6 separate regions of the Mus musculus genome follow, and regions 2, 3, 4, 5 and 6 are each linked to region 1. The links are chromatin contacts, called in public ChIA-PET, Micro-C and promoter capture Hi-C maps. All regions are on one chromosome and are shown on one strand. Each heading gives the region's core, a stretch centred on a gene start, on an enhancer-like site or on the middle of the called end of the contact. The rest is flanking DNA. Distances are from core to core; before and after follow the strand shown.

The links. Promoter capture Hi-C pulls out the DNA fragments that hold promoters and counts their contacts. Hi-C and Micro-C count contacts between places; a contact is called where the count stands out from the background. ChIA-PET counts read pairs in DNA pulled down with a chosen protein or histone mark.
Region 2: a promoter capture Hi-C map of pre-B cells shows a contact between it and region 1, with 2.4 times the contacts expected there. The contact joins the enhancer-like site here to the promoter of Pxylp1 in region 1. A contact is called at or near these places in 1 of 39 promoter capture datasets (pre-B cells), 1 of 484 Hi-C or Micro-C datasets (CD4 T cells), 1 of 115 datasets of contacts at active chromatin or transcription factors (thymic regulatory T cells) and 1 of 9 other capture datasets (adipose tissue).
Region 3: a contact with region 1 is called in a promoter capture Hi-C map of pre-B cells, with 2.6 times the contacts expected there. The contact joins the promoter of Gk5 here to the promoter of Pxylp1 in region 1. A contact is called at or near these places in 4 of 39 promoter capture datasets (the 3T3-L1 cell line, the C10 cell line, neutrophils and 1 more) and 1 of 484 Hi-C or Micro-C datasets (CD8 T cells).
Region 4: a Micro-C map of embryonic stem cells shows a contact between it and region 1, with 3 times the contacts expected there. The contact joins the enhancer-like site here to the promoter of Pxylp1 in region 1. A contact is called at or near these places in 1 of 39 promoter capture datasets (3T3-L1-derived adipocytes) and 1 of 484 Hi-C or Micro-C datasets (embryonic stem cells).
Region 5: a promoter capture Hi-C map of embryonic stem cells shows a contact between it and region 1, with 5 times the contacts expected there. The contact joins the enhancer-like site here to the promoter of Pxylp1 in region 1. A contact is called at or near these places in 6 of 39 promoter capture datasets (the 3T3-L1 cell line, embryonic stem cells, hippocampal neurons and 3 more), 4 of 115 datasets of contacts at active chromatin or transcription factors (the SCID.adh cell line, craniofacial prominence, embryonic basal ganglia and 1 more) and 1 of 9 other capture datasets (embryonic stem cells).
Region 6: an RNA polymerase II ChIA-PET map of memory CD8 T cells shows a contact between it and region 1, with 52 read pairs. The contact joins the promoter of Atp1b3 here to the promoter of Pxylp1 in region 1. A contact is called at or near these places in 9 of 39 promoter capture datasets (the C10 cell line, embryonic stem cells, hematopoietic stem and progenitor cells and 5 more), 2 of 484 Hi-C or Micro-C datasets (embryonic stem cells and natural killer cells) and 3 of 115 datasets of contacts at active chromatin or transcription factors (effector CD8 T cells, embryonic stem cells and memory CD8 T cells).

The regions. Positions count from the first base shown.
Region 1 is chr9:96,887,915-96,891,395 of GRCm38.p6, forward strand. Pxylp1 (2-phosphoxylose phosphatase 1) reads right to left here and starts at 1,560. Exons shown (of 6, transcript NM_001289647.1): 1 at 1,445-1,560.
Region 2 is chr9:95,958,103-95,961,583 of GRCm38.p6, forward strand. All of the region lies in intron 1 of Xrn1 (5'-3' exoribonuclease 1), which reads left to right. Gm16794 (a long non-coding RNA gene) reads right to left here. Exons shown (of 3, transcript XR_871036.3): 1 at 1-3,481. Among named protein-coding and RNA genes, the nearest start is that of Gm16794, 3.4 kb to the right of the region's middle. Within about 2 kb of position 1,514, at least 44 of the 459 cell types and tissues checked have an H3K27ac peak or open chromatin away from gene starts, as enhancers often do. A contact at or near this core is called in pre-B cells, where this site is marked.
Region 3 is chr9:96,117,921-96,121,401 of GRCm38.p6, forward strand. Gk5 (glycerol kinase 5 (putative)) reads left to right here and starts at 1,509. Exons shown (of 16, transcript NM_001368879.1): 1 at 1,509-1,692. The coding sequence starts at 1,531.
Region 4 is chr9:96,228,805-96,232,285 of GRCm38.p6, forward strand. The region is part of intron 3 of Tfdp2 (transcription factor Dp 2); the gene reads left to right. Among named protein-coding and RNA genes, the nearest start is that of Tfdp2, 34 kb to the left of the region's middle. Within about 2 kb of position 1,532, at least 7 of the 459 cell types and tissues checked have an H3K27ac peak or open chromatin away from gene starts, as enhancers often do. A contact at or near this core is called in embryonic stem cells, where this site is marked.
Region 5 is chr9:96,329,595-96,333,075 of GRCm38.p6, forward strand. It overlaps Atp1b3 (ATPase, Na+/K+ transporting, beta 3 polypeptide), which reads right to left. Exons shown (of 7, transcript NM_007502.5): 7 at 3,061-3,481. Among named protein-coding and RNA genes, the nearest start is that of Atp1b3, 33 kb to the right of the region's middle. Within about 2 kb of position 1,502, at least 7 of the 459 cell types and tissues checked have an H3K27ac peak or open chromatin away from gene starts, as enhancers often do. A contact at or near this core is called in embryonic stem cells, where this site is marked.
Region 6 is chr9:96,362,502-96,365,982 of GRCm38.p6, forward strand. It overlaps Atp1b3 (ATPase, Na+/K+ transporting, beta 3 polypeptide), which reads right to left and starts at 1,930. Exons shown (of 7, transcript NM_007502.5): 1 at 1,545-1,930. The coding sequence starts at 1,653.

The DNA.
Region 1 (3,481 bases), core at 310-2,809:
TGCTGTGCTCCAGGCGGTCCACGCTGCCACGGGTTCCCATCTGCAGCCTCCCAAGGTATCTGTGAGGGCAGGCTGGCCCAGAGCCAATCCTAAAAGAGAAATACCCTTTATATGTTCTTTCTCTGACTAGGCAATTAATTTAATCTAAGATTTAATGAAAGACCCCAGAAGGGAAGGGGTGAACGCACACGCTGGGCTGTCACCATGCCATCTCCACTTCTCTCCGGGGACCATGAGGCTTTCCAAGCCATCTGCTTTAAATCCTCTTCCCACAGATGTCACCACAGGGCACCAACACCTCTGAGGAGGGGGCTGGTGCCAAGCCCGACCGACAGTTCCAGAGGGTAGGCTGGGCTCATCACTGTCTAGTCCATAGTCAGGGTCCAGCCTGGGACTTGCCGCAAAGAGCAACAAATGTCCCTAAGCCATGGAACTCTCCCAGAGCCCCTCCTTGATCACTCACTCATCCCACATTTCCCTATCCACACCAGATCTGATCCAGATTCCTAACTGGTTTTTACCTGTTGAATGTTTAGGAAGCATCCTTGCCTTTCCACAAAGACACGGGCCCACCCTAGAGGGGACAGTTACGTTCCCAGAGCTGTGGTGAGAGAGTGGGGATGTGGCTCCATTTCCCCAGCATAGCTAAATCTTCCCCGATCCACAGGTACTACTGACAGCCAGTCACAGCAGCAAAGAAAACCTGCTCCATATTTGTGGGTAGCAAAGCCGGCTTCTTTTTAAGAAATCGCAACCTATCCAAGTTCACCAAGCAAAAGCAAGCAAAGAAGTAACCACACTGTCCTAAACAGAACACTGAGCAAGCATAACCTGCACGCGTGAAGTGGCCCTGGGCTGGGCCCAGGGTTCCTGCGCCGCAGGCAGCAGGTAGCTGGCGAAGCACCAGCCCCACCCCCGGGGCAGGCCCTGAAGTTGCAGCCCCTTTTTACCTGGACACTGCAGCTATGGGACAGCCGGGAGAAGGGGGACCCCGGAGCTCAGATTCCCGCTGAGTCGTTCAGCAGGAGCGCCTAGGCAGAATGGGACCCCGCTGGGGTGGCGGCGGGGACCGTAGGAGCAGAGCTGGGAGGGAGAGGCGAGCGGCAGGCAACCAGGAGGAGGTAGGCGTGGGAGGGCTTGAGGGAGAAAAGGGGGTGTGCGGGCAGGCTTCTAGGGTGCAGGGCTGAGAAAGGGGAGACGGATCGGAGGGCAGGGACCCCTCTCCAACGCGGGGAGGGTATGGGGAGAGGTGGCAACTGGGGAGCGCGTAGATAAGGGAAAGAGCTTGGTGGCAGGGCTCACACCCGCTGCTTGGAAGCCCGCCCCTGCCTCCGGATCTTGGCATCGCGGACACCTCTCCGGGGTCGCCCCCCAAGACCCTAGACACAAGCCCGCCTTGCGAGAAGCCTCACAACCGCTGGGACCCGGCGCGCACCACACTCACCGCCTACGGTCCCGGCCTCCGTCGCTGTGCGTAGGGATCTCCACCCGCAGCCAGCTCCTCCTGGCGGGAGTGCAGGCGGCGGTGGCGCGCGCAGGCCGCCAAACTCGGGGTTCCGCAGCGCCCCCTACCGGGACCGCCGGGTCCCTGCCCGGCCCGACGCGCTCAGGGCGCCCTGGAGCTCCGCCCCGCAGGCGGCCGTGCGGGACCAGCAGGCTGCGGCGACCCGCATCCCGGGCCTTGGAGGCACACATGGCCTGGAGTGTCCAAACAGTCATCCAGACAGGCTCCGGTCGCGCCGTCCGGGTCCGGGAAAGCGCGCGCACTCGGAGCGCACAGGGCCTATGCTCCTCCCTATGCCGGACTTAGGACCCGGGAGGGTGCCATGGCCCCAGGACACTGCCCTGGACCCGTCCCAGCCTTGGCTAGGGTGCTTTGTGACTGCGTGCCTAACTCCGCGCCGCGGATCTAGCTGCGGATGTGGGTCCTGCGGTGCCTCGTGGACTCAAAACTGGCATATCCTAGCCACCGTGCCACCTCCACCCAAGCGCCTGTCCCGCGCTTCTCTTCCGGCGCGGGCCACATCCGGCCTGTGTCTACTCTAGACCTGGCAGTAGTTTTGTCCCTAAAGGCCTGCAGGCATCCACCCTTGAGAGGTCGTGGCTGTGTCACGGGGGCGTTTCTGCATGACCCCAGGGCTGCCAGCCAAAGACCCGCGCAGCACTCGTTCTATAAAGCTGTGTTTGTGGGTCTTTTGTTGTTGTTGTTTCAAATGCTGTAAAAAAGGATCTCACCAACCACAATTGTGAGATTGCCTTTGTTGTCAGTTCTGGGACTACAGTGACACCCTTGTGCCTCTCTCAACTGCAAAAGAGGTGCGGTTTTGAGGGTAGCGCATCACTTGATTTTCCCTAACTCATTCGATAGTGACTAAATCAAAACACTTTATATTTTATCCATATTTTTACCTCCAATTTCTCCCCTCAAATCAGCTAGATTCTACTTCCCTAGCCTGCATTCCATTTACCCCCATGGTCCAGCCATCTGGAATGCCTTCTCTGTTCAATGCCTTGATGGCCAGCTGGCACTTGCCTGAGGACACTAGTTACTATCCCTCTCACCCAATTACCCAGGCTCAACACCACCTTCAGCCTGCTTATCCCTTCAGTACTAGCGACAGCTTTCTCCAATACGTGAGCATGAAATCTCACTCCCCGTTAAATTCCTACTTGGGCTGGCCCTCAAGGACCACCACAGTCCAGGCATCCTATCCAACACAGACTCTTCCTTCTCGCCACGGACTCTTGACAGTTCTGCTCTAATTCCAAGTTCCACTCCTTCACAAGTCACACAGGCTGCAGATGACAGACAACTCCATCCACACTAGCCCAAAGCAAAATACATACATACATACATACATACATACATACATACATACATACATACATACATCAGAAAAGGGGGTTAGGGCAGGGCTTGTCAGCTTCAGGCCTGGAACTTGACCCCAGATGCTCAGCTTTGCTTTCTCTCAAGTCTACTACCCTTTCAGGAACACGGGAGTCTCCAGCCGACGCAGGCTCGCAACTCTGCCTCCACCACAAACCCAGCCTCTCTCTGCAAACTACCCAGGCCTGATTTTGTTCTGGATGGAGCCCTTGTGGGTCTGTGCCACATCTTCTGTAACCCATAGGCGTATGTTCCCTTTCTTGGCTACTTACTTACCCTTCCCATGGGATATGTAGACAGTCTTAGGTTCAACATGACCACAAGAGGATGAAAGGTGACTCGGGCATCATTTCTCTACAAAAATTTGCCACTATCCCACTCGACTGGGGTATTCTCCACTATTCTTCTGGAAGTGGGAACAGGTCTCCTCTGCCTGAATCTTCCTCCACGCGGCACTTAGAGTTTCCATCGTTGCACCTTCCTACAATCCAGGTTAATACCGGATACCACGATCATCTTTCCCTCTTTCCTTCAACCTCTATTCCCTGAACACTTCGACATTTTTCCCACTCTGGAGAAAGCATTCCACCTCCT
Region 2 (3,481 bases), core at 264-2,763, 930 kb before region 1:
GGCTATTTTACAGTAAAACCTTTCAGAGCAGCGTGACGTTCTAAGGTTTAATTCCTCAGCACCACAGAAAAAGGGGAGAGAGAGGCAGAGGCTGGGATTGTGGCTCAGATACAGCACTTGCACAACATAAAGGTGCAGAGTTTAATGTCCCAAAACTGCTGGGGGCAAAACAAGTTTTTATTAGTACATGTTTATTATGAATGATGCATGTGTGGGATGTGGGAGCCTGTCAGGGTGCATACTGTAAAGGCTAGAGGACAATGCTCAGGAGTGAGGTTTTCCCTTCTACTGTGGCTTCCGTGAATCTAACTTGGATTGTCAGGCATGAGCCATTTTATAGGCCAAATTAACTAGGTTTTGACTAGGGCCAAAAGATCATTCAGACAGGAGACAAGAGGCAGGAAGTATGAACAAGAACAGAGCAATAAGAGTGCGGGAAGGGGCTCAGCGAACACAGCTGAGAGACTGCCTCAGCAGAAGCCTACAGCCATGCACTGTATAGATGTCTCCAAGTCTCTAGCACTAAGCCACAAGTAGGATCTCAAAAGCCCCGAAGTCCTATATAAAAGCTGGACTTCCTTTTCTAAGAAGCATCACTATCGGGACTGTTAAAAATGGCTAATGAACTATTCAAGTCTAGCCTCCTTGTGACCCAGTTGTGAGGCTAGTTGTTTAAGCTGGTCTTCTGTAGAAGTAGGTTCCAACAGATGTGCTGGCAGAGTGAATCTTCCTTCTTCCAGTGTCCTTATGTAGGCCTCCAGCAGAAGGTGTGGCCCAGATTAAAGGTGCGTACCCACGCCTAGATCTGGAATTTGCTTTGTTCCAGGCTGACCTTGAATTTAGTAACCTGCTTGCCTCAGTCTCCTGGAATTAAAGGCCTATACTACCTTGCCTGGACCTAAGCTTTTCATGGCCACTGTGCCTCAAGATCTCCACATCAAGATCTAAGTCAAAAACCTGTGTCTTCCAACCTCAAGATCTGGGTCACAGGTGTGCCCTCCATTTCTAGATTGTAGCTCGTTCCAGATGTAGTCACATTGATAACCAGGAATAGCCATCACAATCCCTAAAATATTTTTCTACGCTAGACTGGCTATTTCTCAGTGTGTTCCCCAAGTTACTTACTGTTTGAGTCTCGCCCGGGCTAACTTGGTCTATCAGTCTGTCCTCAGGGGGCACTTCTCTTGGCCGCATGCTTCTGGTCAATTCCGTCTAATGGAGACCCCCTGCCCTTTCTGTCTTTTCTTTGTGTGTTCTCTCTGAGTGTGTTCGTTCTCTCTCTCACTCTCTCTCTCTCTCTTTCTCTCTCTCTCTCTCTCTCCCCTGCCCCCCCCACCTTTGACCGCAGCTGGAGAACCGAAGCCCCACCTACCTCTTTTCTCCCCAGTAAAATTGACTGTCAGCCACTTTTATTTCACCAGTTAGAGAATGAAACGAGCAAAGTGTACACAACATCATTTGGTGTGCATGAGAAAATGCTTGTTGGCTAGTATTTAGTGTTTGACTACAAAGTAGCAGCAGACCAACCTCCAGCAAGCCTCCAACCACATCTGCTGCTCTGCAGACATTCTTCTCACAGTACCCACACTTGACTTACTTCAAGTACCTTTTGTCTTTCTGGCTGATAAATTATTTTAACTCTGGTTCAGTCTCACTCATCAGGGAATTCTCTTCTGTTGTGGACAGCAAGGACCCAGATGTCCTCAAGATTCTGAGAACTCTTCAGGCTACACTGCTGACAGAGGCCACACTGGTGGCCTATTCTGCTGACAGTTACATCCCATTTCATTGTAGATGAGCTTCTGGTGTGGTTTTAGAGCCAGTATCATCACCCTAAGAAGGGAGGAGATCACAGTTGTGGTCAGGGTGTAGTTCCGTGGCACAGCACTTGACTAATATGCATGAAGCCCTGGGATAACTGTTGTCTAATGTGCAGAAAGTCTTTCTTTTTAAAAATCCACTAGTACAAGCCTATTCACTCCTTAGTAGAAAATTGTGCTTATCTGAGGTTGCCTATAAGATGGATGTTCAGAAAGGAAAGAAGGTAAACACATACTTTTGACCTGTCTTCTTTACAAAGATCATAAAACTAGCATCATAAATTCTTAGAGCTGAACAGCTCTTTGACCTAGTACAATGCTATAAAATAGCTAAGCCATTGAGACTAGAGGACTCCAGTAAAAAATGCTTGCTGTTCTTGCAGAAGACTGGCATCAATTCCCAGTACCAGATCCTCAGGAGGCTCACAGCCACCTGTAACTCCAGTTCCACATGACCTGAGGTCCTCTTCTGGCTTCCATGGGCACTTCCATGAGTGCACACGCGCGTGCACACACACACACACACATTTTGAATTATTTTTAAATCTTAAAAATGATAGCTGAATTTTGTTAAATATTTATTATGAACTAAAATTTTAAAATCTTTTATATGCTTGTGCTCACTCATTTAACATAGCAATCATAGTATTTTGCACTTTTTGAGATGGGATCTCATGTAACACAGACTGGCCTTGAAATTGCTATATACCAAAGGATAACTTTAAACTCTTAATCCTGTCTTCAACTCCTAAATAGTGGAACTACTGGGCTTTACCACCAGCCTCACTGTAGGTAGCCCCATAGAATTTCTACTTGGTCTTTGTAACTGAAGCCTGAGAAAATTGAGCCACAAATACATAGTCAAGTTGTTACAGAGCCTCTGAAGTAAGAGAGCTGTATCTGAAACAACTTTTCTTGTTGGTCTTCCTGTGTGAAACATTTTATACATTCTCTTTCTCTACTAGAACCACAGACCTTCTGCCTGTCTCCCAAATATTAGGACTATGGGCATGGAGTACCCTACTCAGCCATCCTATAAGTCTAATATAGATTTGAAACAATACATTCTCACATAGCCATTTTAGTATTTATTTGTTTATGATTTGAGACTTTCCTTGCCCTAGATCATCAAAATATTCTTCCTCAAAATACCTCCTCTCTCTGCTCTCTTAAGTCACCTGTTCTTGTCTCTTCTCATGAATTCACACATAAACTAGAATGTAGGCACTGGAATTCAATGCCCAGCTCCACATCAGAGAGCCAGGCTTCTTACTCATTGTCAGTGGGCTGTCTTATCTTGATCCTCAATTTCATTAGGTGCCATAGGTTCACAATTAAGCATTTCCTGTTTTCTTACTTCCTCTGTCTCTTGTCTATCAAGCTTTTTATATTATCATAGCTAATTTTTTTTCTTATGGTACAGCTATTTTTTAATCTTTCTTTGAGAGACAATATATAAAGATTACAATTAAAATTAGAGCTTTACTCTGGTGGTCAAGTTGCAATAAGTACTACACTGGGGTGGCTTTTGAAGTAACTTTCTATTCGCTTAAGTCCTACCTACCCTTGCACGTAAAGGATTGAAAATAGAGCTTCCCTTTCTTTCTTTTCTTCTTCTTTTTTTTTTTTAATACAGCAAAAGTCTATCTGTGTAACTAAAA
Region 3 (3,481 bases), core at 259-2,758, 770 kb before region 1:
ATCCCCAGTAAAGATATCACACACACACACACACACACACACACACACACACACACATGACTGAGCTTCCCCCGATTAGTTGAACACCAGGCAAGCTTTGGAAAAGGGCAAAGGCAAGCTTCGGGAAGGAGGAAATCAAAACTGTAAGCATGGAAGTGTGCCTTCTTTTCCAGGCTGCCAGCAGGCCCTACAAGTTTCTAAGCTTGCCTGGACCTACAACCAATTCTTTAAAGTTTCTTTCCCTCAGGAACTGGGAGAGATAGCTCCGTAGGTAATGTGCTTGCCAGTCAAACATGAGGACCAGAGTTTGGTGCCTATTCACGACAAGAGCATATAGAATCCTAGGGAGCCTTTGGTCCTAGTAAGAGATTGCCTTGAGGAACAAGGTCAAACTTCAGTTGTGGCTCTCAGGTTCTGGCTCTGCCTTCCCTCTGGTATTTGTACAGTTTCAGTTTCTCAAGAGAATCGGACAGCATAGGACTATTAGTCATGCATACAACGCTGGAAAGTCTCTCTCTCTCTCTCTTTCTCTCTCTCTCACACACACACACATTCATGCATGACCAATTGGTCACCAACGATATAGGGCAGACCTGTGCCAGATGGTGCAAATAGGCATTGCTGTGTAGAGACAGACTATTAAGAGAAGCCACAAACAAACAAAAATAAATATGGTGTTCACAGTCAAGCTTCAAGTGACAACCCAAATCCAACTTGGCAAATCTCTGGGAAGCAAGTAGGCTAACAGAGTAATATAAACAAGAAAATATTCCTTTAAGCTGATAAGCTACCCACAAAACATTCTCACGAAATTTAAACTTTGTGTCGCGGCAAAGGCCCTTTAGTGCCATACAAAACTTGGACATCTATTCATCGTTGTGTAATACATGCAAGCTTTTCTGGGAAGACTTCATGAGGAACCTCCTATACTTTTGAATGTCTTCCCACGGACTGGAAAGATGGCTCACTGGTTAAGAGCACTAGTTGCTCTTGCTGAAGACCGGGGTTTGGTTATCATTGCCTACATGGAAGCTTGCAATCGTCGGAGGTCCTCTTCTGACTTCTACATGCATCAGGCACATGTGGCTCACACACATAAATACAGGCAAAAAACTAAGTGAACATGAAAAAAAGTTTAAAATTTTTTCATCTCACTTGATTTTTCCTAACAGATATTCGTAAAAAAGTAATCTGGGCTAGAAGGGAACTAAAAAGTTTCAAAGTAACGGTCGCTGAACGGTGACATCCAGTACAGCGCTGCGGTAAACGCCATCTTTGCCAAATTCCCACGAGCTGCTCGGCGCGCTGCCCTGACGTCACGGTGCTAGGGGCGGAGCGTGGGGTAGCAAGGCTTCCCGAAGGGGCTGAACGAGGCGGGGCGGGGTCTTGTGAAGGGGCGGAGCCTAACTCGTCGAGGGGCGGGACAGGGCGCGGTGTAGGAGGGGCGGGGCCGCGAGCTCTCCGCCCGGGGTCTGGCGTTTATAGCTCCGCGCTGGCCGGCCCGTGGCGACTGCAGTGTTCGGGGTCGCGATGTCAGGGCAGCAGGAGCGTGCAGAGCGGCAGCGAGAGGAACTGAGCGCGTCGGCCTCGCCGCCCTCCCGCTTCGTGCTGGGGCTGGACGTGGGCAGCACGGTGATCCGCTGCCACGTCTATGACCAGACGGCGCGAGTGCGAGGCTCCAGCGCGCAGAAGGTGACTAGGCGCGGCGGGAGGGTCTCGGGATCTGACTGCACCCTAGCTCTTCCTGCACCTCTGGGGGGCTCGGGCCGGCGTGGCCCGGTGTCTGTCTCTCGCTTCCTGTCCCGCGGGACTCAGCGCTCTAGCTTTACCTGGGTGGAACCGAGGTGACTCTCGGGGCAGCGCGGGCAGATTGTGTATATGTGGACAGAAGGTGGTTAGTGATTTGCGTGGTTTTTCTGCACTTCCTCGTCGACCTTTTATGCCTTTTAGCTCTTCAGATTTTGATGGAATATAAAACTGTGGGTTTTTTTTTTTCGGTTGTGTTATTTAAACAATTCGTTGCATTTATTATTTGTGTATCTGTGTGTGCTCGCGTGCTATATGGCACACATTTAGGAGTCAGAGGACAACTTTCTTGGGCATCGGTTTTCTCCTTCCACCATGTTGGCCCGGTCCCTAGGATTGAACTCAGGTCTTCAGGCTTGGCAGAAGTACTTTTACCGCCAAGCCACCTTACTGGTTGCGTTCGTAAAAGTGCTAGGTCCTCACATTAACATTTAACTTCCATGGATATTGGAGACACTGAGCACATTTTGAAAGCTTTGTTATCCTTATTTCTTTCCATCTTTGAGAATTCATTAAAAAGTATCTTCTGGCTTGAGAAGCCTGCCAAAGCATTGGTTGGTCTTTGTTAGCAAAGCCTTAAACCTCAGATGATACTAGTTAACAGCCAACCCCCATTTTAATAAAGCGCTAATTTCTATACAGTGGTCAATGCAGTTGATTGAGTGTAGTGTTCTTATTTACTCCTTTAAATACTAGCATTTTCTAATGTTTAAAATATTAGCGAAGGGATATGAGAGCCATTTAACTTCTTCCTTACAGCACTGGGCTCCCCCCTTTTTTCCCTGTGCTATCCTACATCGACTAGGGTAAAAGTTAAGTAGTGACTGCCTTAAGAATTTACTTTGAGGAAATAGACTAGACGTTCCCTTCAGGGATCTGAGCTAGGAGGTGAGTTGCAGCAACTGCGCTGCTCGCTCTCTCTCTGGCCAGCTGTGTCGGAACACTGCCCACCCACTCAGTCCATCCCTGTCCCAACCTTTAAGGACAGGTCTAAGGCACATACTGAGCTCTTGTCGTATTGCAAGTCTTTATCACAAACACAACGATACTTCTTAGTTTTTCTTACAATTCTAGTCACAAAGTACTTTTGCTGAAACGGTGCATTTTAAATTTTTTTTTTTTAATTAAGGAATGAGAGTTTGGTTCAGGAAGGAGATGGCTCAGCAGGTAAAGAGGACTTCCCAGTCCTCCCTCCTAAGCTTGGATCCCTGAGATGGACAGGGAGAAAGGAGAGCATAGGTTGCCCTCTGTCCTCGGCACTTTAAACTGGCACAAGTGTGCTCCCTACCCTGAAGTAAATATGAAATTTGATAAATTTTTAAGAAGTTGGTAGGCAATACAGCTGCATAGTTGTTGCACAATTTAAGGAAATTTGATTTTTAGAAAGTATTGGGGTTTGGTGGTACATACCTTTAATTCCAGGGCCTGGGAGATAGAGGCAGATGGGTCTCTGAGTTCAAGGCCAGCCTGCCTGGTCTACCGATGGAGCTCTGGCTATGTAAAGAACTGTGGAGACGATGCCTGGGAACTGATGGGAAGAACACTGTCTTTGGGATGCTAAGCATGGTCTTAAACCGTGATAGCTGATGTCAGAACTTAAGGGTGTGCTTCTGGGCAGATAACTACATACAAAAATAAGTTATAGTGGTTTTTGTTTGTGTTTGTGTATTTGTGG
Region 4 (3,481 bases), core at 282-2,781, 660 kb before region 1:
AACGTTAAATTAATACCTTACTTCTAAGATAAAACTTAGGCTGTCATAGTGAGACTCAATTGGCCTTTATCTAATTTTTAACTGTACAGTTAAGATATGGGTGTAAGTACACTATAGCTGTCTTCAGACACACCACAAAAGGGCGTCAGATCTCATTACGGATGGTCATGAACCACCATGTGATTGCTGGGATTTGAACTCAGGACCTTCGGAAAAGCTGTCAGTGCTCTTAACTGCTGAGCCATCACTCCAGCCCCCAAGATATGGGTGTCTAAGTTTGTGGATTTGTTTGCTGCTTACGCTGCAGAAACGGCATGAAGAACAGTGTTAAAACCTAACAGTAATAACCCTCTACTGTGAACATGTGATTTTTGTTGTGGTTTGGTTTTTTTTTAAACTATTATTTTTATAAAATAAGAAAAATGTAAATGACTCTTCTGAAGTTATATGTATTTAATATTAATCATGGGATGAATATATTTTAAAAATGTCTGTCATTTTTGCTTTCTTTTCGAAGTAGGACTGACTAAAGTTTTGTTTTCTCTTTGTAGCAGAAGTGCTTGCTTATGATGTTGGGTGGGCGTCTTAGTAACGACAGCACACATCAACAGATGCTCAGTTGCCTAAATGTTTAACGTTATATTTGTGAGTAGTACAGGGGAGCCATGATATGGCTGTTGGTTGCAGTGGGGGTTTTTGTTTGTTTGTTTAAAGCTAACTAAACTTAAATCTCAGTGCAAAGTATCCACACCATTACATAGACTTGAGAAGCTAGTTTCATCTCAGTGTCAATTTCTGTCATAAAATTTTGATTTTAGGTGCCATTTATCTATTATTCAGAATTACTGGGCTGTGTTAAATGTATATAGAAATGTTTTGGTAAAAAGCAAGTTCACTTAGTAAAGGATTTTAACCACTGACTAATGAAACCATTAGCTCTTAAACTATTCAATTGTAATGGACTAAGTATGTGCTTATGAAGGATATATAATGTAAAACATTACATAGTTTTTTAAAATAGTCCATTGTGAGTCTAGAGAGATGGCTCAGCAGTTAAGAGAACTAGCTGCTCTTCTAGAACTCTTGGGTGTGATTTCCAGCACCCACATGGCAGCTTACAACTGTCTGTAACAACAGTTTCAAAGGCTCTCATACTCTCTTCTTGCCTCTGTGGGCACCAGGCACAAATGGTTCATAGATGTACATACAGGCAAAATATCCATACATATAAAATAATAACAAAAACTTATTAAAGCCAAGTCTACAAAGTTTTAAAACTTTACATTTAAACCTTAAAATTCTTTCAAATTACTGAAGAACTGATTTGCAGCACAGTGATGTTCATTGTTGTATTGTATACTTCTAATTTGTTACATACTTCTAATTTGTTACATTCCTATGACTGCTTTCTCATTGCTACCTCACAGCGAATCTTCCTAGTTCATATTCATGGTCTCTCTACCTTCTACTCCCTCTGTCTGTCTGTTGGTCTGTCCTCCCTCCTCTCTCTGGGACCCTCTCACTGGGATTAGACGTTCCACCCTATTCTCCTATTCTCTTCTACCCAGCTAGTTGGCTTATCCTTTTATTAACCAATCAGAGATGATAGAAAACAATTTTTACATAACACTGAGACCAGAGATGCTTGACCTTGCAACCAGATGTCTGGGCATAGAAATCAGCATCTGAATACACAGTGCACAAAACCATCCCCCAACCTTATGTTATGGATTAGAATAGTTTGTTTCAGAGGAGGGGCTGTTCAGGGAATTGAACCCAGAGATTTTGACGTGTAAATTAAAACCTGCTGAGCTATACACCAGCACAGATTAATACTAAATTAAATCTACTCAGTACATAGACTCATGCACACACACAACATACCATAAAAGTAAGAATTTGTTAACTAGCATGATTGTAGTGATTATTTAATAATGTAGACATGGACTGGGCCGTGGTAGTACGTGCCTTTAATCCCAGCTCTTGGGAGGTAGAGACAGGTGGGTCTCTTGAGTTTGACATTAGTCTGGTCTACAGGACAGTCAGGGCTACAAAGAGAAACCTTGTCTCAAAAAACCAGTGATGATGATGGTGGTAGTGGTGGTGGTGGTGGGCTGGAGAGATGGCTCAGTGGTTGCTCTCCAGAAGCCCCAGATTCAGTTCTCAGCACCCATATGGTAGTTCACAACTGTCTGTAACTACATTTCTTGGGGGATCTGATGCCCTCATAAAGACATACATGTAGGCAAAACACCATTACACATAAATAAAAAACTTATAAAAACAATGTAGACATGTATCAAAATATCAAGATAATGATCAATAGTTTGAGACCATATGAGTTTTATTACAGTAAACTTTTAAATGTATCTTTGAAAAGAAGTTTTGAGGTACCAAATTACAAATTTGAAATGTTGAAAGTTTACAGAATATTCCAAGTTTGTAATATTGTAAGACTACAACTCTTTAGTGTATAAAACCATAATGTATAGTAATGAGTCCATGTATTATAACTTGCTTTGAGTTAAGTTGTTTTTGTACATTTGTTTTGTTGTTGTTGTTGTTGTTGTTGTTTCTTCTACACAAGGTTTCTTTGTGTAATCCTGGCTGTCCTGTAGACCAGGACTCAGATATTGAGCTAAATAAAAAAAATATTTTGTGTGTATATGGTGTGGGGGACTATCTGCATGCCAGGGTGTACTTGGAAAGGTCAGAGGGCAACTTGGTGAAATTTTTCCTTTTTTACCTTTATGTGGGTTTGAGTTTGAACTCAGATCTTCAGTCTGGCTCAGCAAGCACTTTATCTACTGAGCCATCTTAATGGCTTGTGTGCCATGTTTTCAAAATGGGGATTCCCCTAGGCTCTGAAGCAAATTTTAAAATTCTGATGGAAATCAAGAGTAGTCATGCATTCCTGTAATTTCAGCGTTCTCAAGATAGAGGATGGAGGATCAGAAGACTAATCCTCAGCTATACAGTTTGAGGCCAGCCCGGGGTATGTGAGGCTCTGTATCCAAAACAAAAAACAAATATTTCTTATGATACTGGCATTTTCATCTAAGATTCCAGGTAGCCGTGTAAAATATTATATTAAGTGAAATAAACCATCTGAAGGGAGATTATAAACTTACTTGCTGTAGAGATTACTGAGACAAACTAATAAAAAGTGAATGTTGACACAGATTGAAGAATGTGTGCCGTGTACTGTGCCGTGTACTGTGCATACTCATCCCCTTGGGTCTTCCTCACAACCAGAATTAGTAAGGACTGGAAGCACATTCTACTTTGCCAATTTGTAACTTGAATGGCTTGACTAAGGCACACAGCAGTGGGTTCTGTAATCCAGTGTGGACCCAGATAAATGACTTGAGGCTGCTGTCCTTGTACTTAGGGTATTTGTGGTACTTATGTGGTAGTTCTTAAAATCATTGTGGGAATGATTAAGAGCATGAGAAATTAAGGACAGCAATGAGGATGTAGT
Region 5 (3,481 bases), core at 252-2,751, 560 kb before region 1:
AGCCAGTTCTCTACTTCTGTTCAAAATGGAAGCTGGCGCATGCTGTTTGTCTCATGACCCGACTGTGGGATGGCCTCCACGGAGGTGTTACTTTCAGTGCCAGGCATCCCCGCAAGGCTTGGATCCAAACACCTGAAGGAAACTACTTTGAATCCTAGTAGAGCCTTCTGGGTAGGACTAAGCACACAGATAGGTGCCTGCTCCAAAAAACAGAAAAAACCTGGAAGCCCAAGTAGTCAAAGGGGGATTACAGTAATTTTGTAACCAATATAAAACTTTCCAGCTCCTAGACCCACATAGAAAACAGCTTGGAACTCTTTTTAAAAGTACCCCCAATTTTTCCTTTCATTAGGAATATTACACTGTTTCAAAATACCACGATTCAATCAACTAACGGACACCAAACCTTCTCCATCTCCTGTCCAGTTGGGCTAAGTGCTGGGCTCAGTGACTGAAGTGCAAGCTGACTGGGTCATCCTTTTCTGTGGTCTGAGGGAACAGCCTGCAGAGGAGGCTGCTGGATCAATCATACCACGCCAGAGAGCGAAATGCACAGACAACATTGTGTATATCCTACATTCTGAGGAAAGCCTGGAGCAGATGCCAATTGGCCTATGGCTCCCATTCCCGGTCCACCTTATTATCCACAGAACACAGACTCAACTACCCTACACTCCTAAATCCACCTCATTACCCACAGGACATAGACCCAGCTCATTCTGCCTCCCAAAACATTTCCACAATAGATCCAGAGGGACATTTGGAATGACCTGTTCCTGAGCACCACCTCTGCCCATACCCAGCGCTGCCATCTGTGTAACCGAGCTAACTCCTAGGCCCTCTCTTGTTCCCTTTGGGTTAATGAACTCGAATAGGCTGTGTCCTTTCACTCAGTATGCTTCAAGTTAAGCAGGCACTCCTAAGTTCAGCAGATGAAAAAACAAAAAAACAAAACAACCTGAAGACTTGAGGTCAGCTGAAGTCACATGGCAGGACTGGACCAAGTCCAAAAACTGAACCAGAAAGAAAACCAGTTAAGACTTAGGATCTATGCCCCAAGTCTTCAAAATCCACCTCGAGATGACAGCTTTGCTCTCGGTTACAGATCTACTCTGCTTTAAACTTTTTAACTTTAGACGTTTTGTCACGTATGTGCATGGCGTCTGAGGAGACCAGAAGAGGATAGAAGGATGCCCTCTGGCAGTGGAGTTGTGAACCACTTTGTGGGTGGTTCTGGGAGGTCCCCGCTGCTCTCTGCTGCCTGTCTCTCCAGCTCCTGCACTCACTCACTAGCTCCGAGACTGCAGCCCCATGTATCTGGGGTCAAATCCCGTGCCTCATACATACTCGGCAAGCCCTGACCTAACATCCCCAGGCCTTAGGCTTTAGTTAAGTTCACAACTATTTAATGAAATGGTGCCTGAGCCAAACCTGCCGACTCAGGATCTGCCCTACTGTCGGCACCGCTCGGTTGCAGGCCTGCCGTTCCTACTCCGCAGACCAGGACAGCCTGGTCTCACAGAACTGTTGCTCAGGGTGATGTCTGGTACGTGTGCCAGGCTACAAATTATCCATCCTTACTTTACTTTCTCAATATGAACTGGGAAGCCGAGGCAGGATGGCTGTGGTGGCTTGAGTAATGGCCCCAGAGGCTCATATATATAAATGCTTAGTCGCCAGGGAGTGGCACTGAGAGGATCAGGTGTGGCCTTCTTAGAAGAAATTGTCACTGAGGGTGGACTTGGAGGTTTCAAAGGCCATGCCACTCCATGTTTCCTTCTGCCCGCAGATCAGGGTGTGACGTCACTGCTTCAGTGCCTGCCCGCTGCTTTCCACCAGAGCACCTCTGTAACTATAAGCAAGCTCCCAAATGAATGTTTTCTCTTGTAACAGCTGCCTTGACCATGGTGTCTCTTCCCAGCAACAGAACAGTGACTTAATCCAAGGCCATGTGAAACCACCCAGCAAAATCAAGAGACAGAAAAAGCACAAAGGAAAAGTCCAAGTCCAGGAAAGGTCACCTTTAAATTTTCAGGCATCACGGAGTTTTGTTGATGACAAAGTGGAGAATGTCCACCTCCAAAGTACAGCGGTGCCACCTGGCTGGCAAGGCCACCTAATTCCCTCAGCTTTCCCACATAGCCAACCTGAGACAGTTGGGTTCTTGCCCCACCAGGTCTGGCTTGCAGACCACTGAAAGCCTCAGAATGTGGCTCTGCACCATCCATGATAAAAAACAGCTCTTAGAAAAATGAGGATAGCCGGGCGGTGGTGGCGCACGCCTTTAATCCCAGCACTTGGGAGGCAGAGGAAGGCGGATTTCTGAGTTCAAGGCCAGCCTGGTCTACAAAGTAAGTTCCAGGACAGTGAGGGCTACACAGAGAAGAGAAACCCTGTCTCGGGGGGGGGGGGGGGGGGGGGGAATGAGGGGGCTGGAGAGATGGCTCAGTGGTTAAGAGCACTGTCTGCTCTTCCAGAGGTTCTGAGTTCAAATCCCAGCAACCACATGGTGGTTCACAACCATCTGTAATGAGATCTGATGCCCTCTTCTGGTGTGTCTGAAGACAGCTACAGTGTACTCATATACATAAGTAAACATAAAAAAAAAAGATAATAAATGAGAGATAAAACCATAAATGAGAAGCTGGAGACAGCTCAGTGGTTGAGCTCTCCATCCAAGGATGTAGGCTTAAGAGCAAGTACTTACATGACCGCTCACAACTGCCCTGAGTCACAGGGGGATTCAACACTTCTCTGGCCTCCACACTCACCGGGAGCTCAGGCAGCTCACATACATGCATGCTAACCAACCAAACCAAACCAAACCAAACCAACAAACAAAAAGCTTTCATTCAAACATACATACATACATACATACATACATACATACATACATACATACATACGTGTGAATGAAACCCATGGGTCAAATGGAGGCCCTCTCCTCAGAACAGAAAGGGCTCCAGTTACTACAGTTCCAGCAAGAATCCACCCGAGACGACAAGGACAGTCCAGGGCTCCAGTCAGGATGTGAAAGAAGACTCCATCATGTGTTCCAAGTTTTAAATCAGTTTGAAGTTTTTGTATTTCACAATTTGTTTTTATTAGGGTCCACAGTCTACTAAATAAAAGCACTTAACAAGACAGTTTGAAAAACTATACAATTTATATCTTGGGAATTTCATTCATTCAAAAAACAAAACAACAACAACAACAAAAATCGGTGCACATTCACCTAATTTAAATGCTGTTTCATCCCTGTGTCTAAGATACCCGAATGTGGAAGACTTGATTCCAACACTCAAAGTCAGCCCAATAGTATTTTTAAATATGTACTACAACAGAAAGTTTGTCCTCTCAGCAAAATCAGATATGGTCTAGTTCACCTTGTAAGAAACAGTCTGGAGCATACGGACAGGCACCACTCACACATGCGCAGAAGCAGAGTCTACTTTCAGATCCACTTTATTTTCCTTTTCCC
Region 6 (3,481 bases), core at 680-3,179, 530 kb before region 1:
TATCCTAACACAAAGGTTAAAACAGCACTGTTGGAGCTGCCATGATGGTCCACTCATGTAAGTGACTGAGGCAAGAGGGCCACCAACAATTAGTTAATCAGAGGTCAGTCGAGGCCACAGGAAGATCCTGCAGGAGAAGCCCTACCGTCGAAGTAAAGATAATGGACTCTAGAAGTGAGAAGGCAAGAGAGAAAGGCAAAAGGCAGCTTACAAAAATGAACCTCTCTCCACCACCCAAAAATCTCTTCAGTTCAAAGTGCTCTCTGGAAACAAGCAATTATCTTCATCCTTCTCCCTTTAACCGCGGTGGAAGATTTATTTCTTGAGCACATACAGAGCTCTCAAGAAAAGACAGCAATTTAAATAAAAATTGTGCATGATTACTGGGCAGTCAGGCAAGGCATACGTAAAATAATACAACCACTGGACTGGGATTAAAGGAGACTGGGCTCTTTTCTTGGCCCCATGGAATATGTAATTTTACAAAGAATCACAACCTCTGGGTTTCATTTCTGAACTAGAGGTTGGAATTTAAGAAAACAAAACAAAACCCCCCAAACCTTCCATGGCTCCTTTCAGCTTGTGATAGAGTGTCAAAGAGCCTTGCACCCTAGAGGAGCTCACTTCAGTGAACAAGTCATTTTGTGAGCCATATCTCACTTATGGTCTTCAATGCTTCTCTTAAAAATGCCATGCCCCAACGGCTCTCAGCTCTAAAAATCCATTCTTACTCAGAATGGAAAAAAAAAAATCTGTCCTTACCCATTAACAAAATACTCTTAAAAAAGGATTTCAAAAAGGTAAAATTGTCTAAATAGAAAGGCAATAAATGGAATACACTTGTCCACCTTCACTAACATTTTTTTTGACCCCTCACCTTAAAAGCAGCACAAAACCCAGAAGACCGATCAACTCGGATTCACTATTTCGTTTTAAAACAATGAGTTCGCACAGAGAAAATCTGTTAACATTCAACCACCACTCGGATGTTTTGAAGGTACGGGAGGAGGGGGTGTTTAATAGGACCGTCTTTCCCCAAAGCAAAATCTGCAAGGCAGAAAAGCGCTGTGATCTCCGAGGAGGAGGAGAAGGAGGAGGAGGAAGAAGCCCTCTCGGAGCCGGCCTTTCTCAGTCGGAATTCAAGTGCTTTTTCGCGGACAATGTGCCCCAGTGATTAACTCCCCGTCACACGTCCCTGCAACCCACACACGCCCGGAGCTCGCCCGCACTGTCCCGGCCGTCTGGGTGGCAGCGCCGCCGAGTCACAAGATAGCGGGCAGTGGAAATTTCCTCTCCCCAGGCAGGCGAGGGGCAGGTCCGGCTTCCCCAGTCCGCGCGGCCCGCGCCTCCAGGGCGCGCGCCCTACAAAGGAGGCCCGGCCCGGCCGGCCGGTCCCGCTTCCGGCGCCGCTCGCGGCGGGAACCGGCAGCACGTGTGCCCCGCTCGGGCTGGCCAAGCGGCCGCCCAGCCTCGGAGCCGGACCGCCGGGCCGCCCGCAATGAATGGGGCCGTCCGCCGCGCCGCCCGCCCCGCCGCGCGCTCACCCCAGCTCTTGGAGGTGCGCCCCAGAAACTCTCCGCTGCTCGGGTTGTAGATGAACAGCTTCCACTCGGCCAGGCTCTGGTGGAAGGATTTCTTCTCAGTCTTCGTCATGATGGGCGTGTGGAAGTCGAGGTGAACGGAGGCCGCGGGGCTGGAGGCGACGAGGGGCTCGGCGGCGCGTCCTGGCGACGGCGGCGGCGCAGCCCAGCGACAACAGCGGAGGACGGCACGGCCGGGAACAACTCTTCGTTACGAGACCACTAGAGCCGACTGCGCCGCGCCGCGCCGGGCGGCCGCAGGGGCCCCGGGAGCCTGACGTCTCCGCCCGCCGCAGCCAATCCCCGCGCCGCTGGCGCGCACCGCGGCCGCTGCCTCCCGCCCGGCTGGGCGCGGCCCAAAGGCCCAGAGCCGCCCGGATGACCCCGCCCCCGACAACACGCCACGCCCACATCTCCAAGGTCCGCCCTTGACGCCAGAGCCACGCCCCCAGCCAAGCCACGCCCCAGCCGGGCTACTTGCCCCTGTAGCCCCCGCCCAGGTGCGAGGAAGCCAGCGCGGCGGGGCTGCGGGCGGAAGTCTGCCGGGCACACTGACCGGCAGGGTGGTGGCCCGAGGAAGGTGGGCGTAGGAGGCTACAGCGCTCTCCACTGGAAGCCCAGGCCGTGGCTGGGCTTAGTGGAAGCCCAGCCTGAGACTTAGTGGTCAAAGCCTGGAGCACATACTTGGCCCCGGAGCCTTCTGCAATACGCCGTGGCGCGTTCTCCTTGGGGCTCTGTGACGTCTTTAAACGGCACCTGCTGCAGGGCCTCGGGCAGCGTTTGTAGCGTCTAGTGTGGACTAGCTGCTTTTGGGTTGCCTGAGGGTCATGGCAGTTTTATTCTAAATATGCTATCGTTAACCAAATGGAGTACAGTATACTTTTTCTCCAGATTCAGTCGAGCATATCAATGAAATCAATATAAATATTTTCCCAAGATTTCCGCTCACTAAAGCCTTGCTTTTTTTTTTTTTTTTCTTTTCTGGCTCGGTCACTCCAATTGTTAACTACAATACTTGATGGAGTACAAGGTTAAGGTTGTTAGAGTTAGGGATAGATGCCTGAACCACTCGGCTGGTGTTTTCTTTGCCACTGGTGGCCGCTACGCCTAGGCGGAGCCAGGAATTCAGGCTGCATTCTGAAATTCTGAAACACCATAAATGGGATTTTAAAAGACTCAAAATGGAAGTTTGAACAGAAGGTGAGGTTATTTTGATTTTTTGTTTTTGTTTCCGGAAAAGAGATGTTAAATAACCTCTGTTAAATAGCAATAATGAATGAATAAATGCAATCCCATTTTGTTTGCAATAATTTCATTAACCACGCCCACCCATACGTTTATGACTATCCAAAATCCAGTTTGGTTTTGTTTGTGACAGAATCTTGCTGTGTAGCTTCAGCTGACTTGACATTGTGTATCCCACACTCTTGTCCTCCTGCCTCGACTTCCTGGGTACTGAGATCACAGGCATGTGCTACCATGCCTGATTTACAGGGGATTTTTGTTTGTTTTCAACTGTTGTTTTTCTGGGGTTAGGGTTATTGGGAGAGGAGGGAACCAAGGACCATGCACATGACAAGCATGTCACCAACTGAACTACATCCTCCGCCCTCCAGTTATTTGTTTGTTTTCCAAGACAGGGTTTCTCTGTGTTGCCCTGGCTGCCTTGGAACTCACTCTGCAGACCAGGCTAGTTTCCAGATCACAGAGTGCTGCCTCTGCCTCTGGAGTGCTGTGACTTAAAGGCCTGCACTCACCTCTCTCTGCCTCCGGTTACTTTTTTGGTCTAATAACACCAAAAAAATTTTCAGAAGCAATTTGTAGAGTTTGACATGAAGCTGATTTTAGAAATACCAAAATATTACACAAGAAGCCTAGAATGCTTCTCTAGATTATAGGTA